2 separate regions of the Gossypium arboreum genome follow, and region 2 is linked to region 1. Evidence: chromatin contacts called from public Hi-C data. All regions are on one chromosome and are shown on one strand. The core of a region is the stretch at or near the end of the contact, and the rest is flanking DNA. Distances in the headings are between cores, read along the strand shown. Region 1 overlaps LOC108460766 (auxin transporter-like protein 2). Region 2 has its middle 4.5 kb from the start of LOC128292039.

Region 1 (2,976 bases), core at 153-2,652:
CCAGTGGTGATTCCAATCTGGTTCCTGGCCATCATCTTCCCCTTTTTCGGCCCCATAAACTCCGCAGTCGGTGCTCTTTTGGTCAGCTTCACCGTCTACATCATCCCAGCTTTAGCCCATATGCTCACCTACAGAAAAGCCTCTGCTCGACAGGTAAATCATCACAGTTACAGATCCTCTTCCTTTACAAAAGTTTCAACTCACTAGGACCATTATCTTGTTGTCCCACTAACCTAGACTCAAGTTGTAGTTATCTTTATTTATTTGGGGTAAATTGGTCTTTTAAAATGAAGTGGGCAATGGACACAGTCAGTCCTGTAGGTAGGTTTGATGAGCAATATTTCACACATTATTCCACATAGTCGTAGCTAGCTTTGGCCAAAATGTGTGGAGAGAGAAGAAAAAGAGGGAGTTAAAAGTCTGAAGCAAATGTACAAATGCATTTAAGGCTTGGATTTGGAAACATTACGAGAAGAATTGGATAGTTGGCAAGTCCTTTTCATTTAGTTATATGCTACAGTTGCAACGCTGTATACACTGTGTTGGATTGGATGTGCATGAGCTGGCTGACTTGACCCTTTTCCTTCCACTTCCGTCTTCAACTCCAACATATGCCAAACCCCATTCTCTAATTTTTATGTTTTCACGTTATCTTCATGAGCAGAATGCAGCAGAAAAGCCTCCGTTCTTCATGCCAAGCTGGACTGCAATGTATGCCTTCAATGCCTTCATAGTGGTGTGGGTTTTGGTGGTTGGATTTGGGTTCGGTGGATGGGCTAGCATGACCAATTTCATCAGGCAAATCGACACTTTCGGCTTGTTCGCTAAGTGCTATCAATGCAAGCCACCTCCACCAACCGGAGCAGCAGCAGCTGCTGCAAACCACCACTGAGTTGACTCGACCCAAAAACTTATATAGCAAGAAACAAAAACCAAAGAAAGAAACAATATGAATTCCCTGTTTTCCTTCCATATCTTTGTATCATACATGGGAAGATACCAATGTCTCCCCTACATGTGATGTGTGCTGGATTTTGTCTTTTTTTTTTTTTTTCTATTTTTTTCCCTCAACCCCTTCTCTAAAATTAGTAAATTAAAAATAGTGTGTTGAATTTGTGATGATTCCTTTGCAATCAAAAGCATAGGCCTAATTAAATACCATATGTTTAGCTTTCTACTATCTTTTTCTCATATCCTTTGGTTGAGATAATGTATAAAAATTTTGGTTGTTCATTCCAAAACAATGAAACTTTATTTTTAATGTGGAATGCCAATTATTACAACTATCATGTTCCCACAGTAAGTTGTTATAATAAAGAAAAGAAACCAAAGGGTATGGGTGTACAGTGTTTTTATTTAATTTATTGCTTTGGACATGTTTTAATGGCCCTCTTCACATTAGATTCTATGGAAGAGGAGTGGGCCGTGGACCCGCCCCACTTTCACATGGCTTGCACGTTGCCTTATCCCTTTCTCACGTGCCACTCTTTACTCCTAAATATTCCCTCATTTTTTATGTACACAACATAGTTTCCAGAAAAAAAAAAGTATACACTGCAAATGAATTATCAAAATTTTTAAAGGATAGGAATAAGAGTTGTTTAATCATCCAACCTGAGACTGATATCACTTATCACTTCATCTTTGACTCAACTAAATACTTCATTTTTAATAATATATGTATTTATCTTATTTGATTCCATGGCTAATTACAACCCTATAATTAACCATTATAATTAACTAACTAATCATTTCCATCTTTCTTCATTGGTCTTCAACTTTATTTATTTATTTATTTATTTATTGTTGCTAGCACATGCACTCGATTGATAGGTGTGTGTTCTTGCTGGGGTTTTTTCTTCTTTTTGGTCTTTAGATTTGTAAAGAGAAAGTGTGGAAGTGTCCACATTTGGCAGTGGTGACAGAGTAATTAATCAAAGTTTGATGAGAACTATTTTTTCTTTTTAAAAAAAAAATCATTTACACCAAAGCTGAAAAGAGAATGGGAACAAGCAGCATGATTAGGCTTTTTACCTGATTTCATGTGGGTTATTTGAATCAAGTCATGGTTTGGTATTTTTAGATTGTGTGTTTTTTCATGATTAGGTAAAGAAATAATTGACAAAAGAAATTTCTATGGGATAGTTGGTTCCATTTAGATCTTGTTGGTATTGACCAAATCTTGCCCATACTCACTTTTTTTTTACTGTGTTTGATGCTGTTAGTAGTTGTGTTCTCTTTCTTAGCTATTATTCTAGTCTCACAAAGTTGATTTTGATTGAGAAAAAATTATCATAGGATCCTCTCTTAATTTTGATACATATCTAATTTTACATACAACTTGTCCTCTCTCTACATATAATAATTATTTAATATACAAATTTTTTGAACATATTTATTACTTTTTACTTTTAAGATAATTACAAATTAATAAATGTAGTGTAGAATTCACTCTAAATATATATCATATTAAGAAAGTTTTATTTTTAATTTTTTAAATATAAAAATATTTTATATATTAAATTATTGTAAATTTAAATTTTATGCATTTAACAAAGTTACCTTAAATAATAATTATTAAATTTAAAATTTTATAATAATTATTTTAATTGAATATTAATTGATGTTCAAGTTAATTATATCTTGAGATCCGATAAAAGTAAATATTTAAGATTCAAACCATCGTAAAATTTATGAAATTCAATAAAATATAATTTAACTTAGATTAAAATGATCCGAAAAGATCACAATTTAGATACTCGATAATATTATACCATATCATATTATTTTAGAATATATGAATAATATAATACATTAAGAAATAATAAATTAACTCTAATAAACAAACAAATAAACAAAATTAAATACCCAAAGGGTAAGTATTTTGTGTGTGAGATTTAATATTGAGATTCAATAAAAGAATTTATTAATATGATCTTAAAATACTCAATTGTAACAGCCCGGTTTTTAGTTGTG
Region 2 (2,976 bases), core at 129-2,628, 36 kb after region 1:
AAATAACAAATTTTTCCGCACACCACAACATGGATTATGAGAATATTCATGGCCAAATGGGCCTAACAAAAATAAATAAAAATGTATTTTACTTTCTAATACACATTTTCTTTCTTATCCAACTAATACAAATCTTTCTATATATAAAATAAAAATAAATATATCAAAGGATCAAAATAAACATTATACCTACACAAAAATACTCAAATGAGATAAAAAAATTACCATGAAAAAATAAATCCGAGGCTGTTTTTTAGTATTGAAGAGGTAATGTTATATAACAATTTCCAAATAAAAATGACAGAAAATCTCAATTATTCATTTACGCATACCATAATTTCATGAGAAATTCATACATACAAAATTTTAGATGTGTTGATAAAACCACCTTGATAACTACTAACAAATAAGGGTCCAAAAACAGTGAAGCGTATAGGTTAAGGAGGGATAATGAAAAGCAGATAACAAGGGATAGCTGAAGTTGAATTAGGTTATTTCAAGCTGTCAGTCTTAACTTGTAAGCAAATTTTGGCCTTCACACCCTAAACATTTCACTGCTTCTAGTTGACCATATTCAAAACTTTTTTATATTTTTATTTTTGGTGTCCTGCTTTAGCCTGTTAAATAATAAACCAATTGTATCCTTACTTGGCAAGGTAAGTTGTTCATAGATTATAGTGCCATAATTCCTTCATTACCGTAGAAAGAAAGTAAGATTTAGGATTTAGAGCCACCAGTCTGCTGCAGCAAGGAACTGTATATAGAAAGAAACAAAAAAGAATAAAACTATGATTCTGATATAAGCAACCTTAACATGATGAGATTAGGGTTACTTCAAGGTTAAAGGAAGATTACCATAATAAAGCAAGTTGTTTGCTTACATTGGCATACTGTTTACATGTGAAAGCTGCCGTTTCATCAAATTTAGCTAGATCTAAGGCTTGGTATTTCAGGTTCGTCAGAAAGATAATAATAAAAGTAAGGAAGGCATTGGCTCTCTTGCAAAAGGGATAATTGCACCTTAACTTTGATCGTTTGGGCCAATTTTTTTAACTTGAAACTTTTTTTCTCAAACTGACCCAATATTTGAAGTGGGCTTGGACTGACAAGACTGTTGGGATTGGTCCTAAAAACTTGAAGATTGTTATTATTAAACTTTGTTTCTTTTCTTTTGTAATCTTTCTTTGAGCCTTATATATTTCCATAATTGGATGCTTAAATATGTTGTAACACATAAGTATGGGGTGGTTTGGTATTGCAGAGAGACGCTATTTTACTCTTAGAAGGGTCGAGGGACGCTTGTGTTGAATCAAGAGATGATGATAAAATCATGAAGCATCCCTTGGGGCTTGCTTTGAAGAGACTGTCTACGGCTCTTACCCCAAATGATTGTTTTGATAAAGCTTTAAGGGCTATTTGTGTTGCATTCAATCATCAATGAAGGGTTGTGGCACATTTTTCATTCACCATGAGAGTGGCCGATGAAAATTCCTTGATTTTTACAAGTTACTCGCATTATGTTGACATAATGGTGCATTTCACATCCAAAATTTCATGATTTTTACGGCATACTGAAAATTACATGATTATCCAATTGAAGAAGCTAAAAGCTTCTAAATATCAAATGTTGACAATCTTTCACTTCATATTGTCGTAAATTGTTAATGTCAGAACCATCCCAAATGCAAATCTCCAACGTCCAAAGACATGTCATAATCACCTTAACAATTTTTTATTTATTTTTTATTACATCAACTATTCTTCTAGTATACTTTTTGGTCAAAAATATTTAATGGTGTTCCATTGACTTTGACCAGCCAAAAAGTATTAAAAACATTAAAAGTGGTAAAAAATATTAAAATTAAATAATTATAAAATCATAAACATTATTAAACACTAAATTTTAAATAACACGAGTAAATATATGGTTAAAGTATCATGGAGGCCTCTATATAAAAAGTTGAATTGAATTTTGTCCTGCCTATTTAAAAAATGTACAAATTAGTCCATATATGTTAAATCAAATATTAAACTAGTCTTTCTATTAAAAATTCTATCCATTTCTACAGTTAAAAACTAGTCTATGTACATCAACATGAGGTACAAGTGGCATGTGTCATGTCACATGTCTCTATTGGTTATTCCATTAGGCATGTTAGTTTTTAATAGTATAGATCAATGAAATTTTAACAAAAATAATCAATTTACTATTTGTTTTAACATATAAAGATAAATTTATCTATTTTTTAATAAAGAAATAAAATATTATCTAACAAGACTTCCATAATATTTTTACTGTAGAGAACATTAAAGTTAAACAACCTACTTAGAACCTTGAAACCATCCATTATATAAAACAGATTGAGATGACATATTCGGATTTTTTAGTGCAGGTATGATCTCTAATTTAGGGTTTAAGTCATAATTAAAATAAAATAATACAACAAAAGAACTAATTTCATATTCGTATCATGTTCTACAGCAGGTATGATCTCCAGCACAGGCAAAGATAGAAAAATATTTTAAGGTTCGAAATTAAATTTTAAATTTTAATAGTTTATATTTTATAACTTTTAAAGAATTAAATTAAAATTTTATTATTTTTAGGGCATAAAGTATAATTTTATTTTTATTAATTTAAAATTTTAAATTTTTAAAGAGCATAAATAGATAAATTTTCATTTTAAAAGGAGGGGTTCCTACCAGCATGTAGATATCTCTAATAACATCTCTATGCATCAAATGAATTCTAAACACAAAAATGGGAAAGAAAATTTCCAGATTCCCGGTCTTCAAGCTTAAATTTCTGAAAATTGAAATTATTTATGAAATTACTATCAGTAATTAAGAAAAGGAAAATCCCATTAAAATTAATTATGCATGCAAATGGGTTTTACGTTTCCAATTGAAGAGAGGTGCTCTCAGTAATTTACTTTATACTTTAAACGAATCCTAATTGTTTAATAAAAGGATGTT

The links. Hi-C and Micro-C count contacts between places; a contact is called where the count stands out from the background.
Region 2: a Hi-C map of leaf shows a contact between it and region 1, with 2.8 times the contacts expected there. The contact joins two enhancer-like sites. A contact is called at or near these places in 3 of 5 Hi-C or Micro-C datasets (all in leaf).

Annotation. Positions count from the first base shown.
Region 1 is chr4:109,383,154-109,386,129 of ASM2569848v2, forward strand. LOC108460766 (auxin transporter-like protein 2) reads left to right here. Exons shown (of 9, transcript XM_053026470.1): 8 at 1-153; 9 at 665-1,299. The coding sequence ends at 892. Among protein-coding and RNA genes, the nearest start is that of LOC108460766, 5.1 kb to the left of the region's middle. Within about 2 kb of position 1,403, at least 1 of the 2 cell types and tissues checked has an H3K27ac peak or open chromatin away from gene starts, as enhancers often do. A contact at or near this core is called in leaf, where this site is marked.
Region 2 is chr4:109,419,558-109,422,533 of ASM2569848v2, forward strand. No RefSeq gene overlaps it. Among protein-coding and RNA genes, the nearest start is that of LOC128292039, 4.5 kb to the right of the region's middle. Within about 2 kb of position 1,379, at least 2 of the 2 cell types and tissues checked have an H3K27ac peak or open chromatin away from gene starts, as enhancers often do. A contact at or near this core is called in leaf, where this site is marked.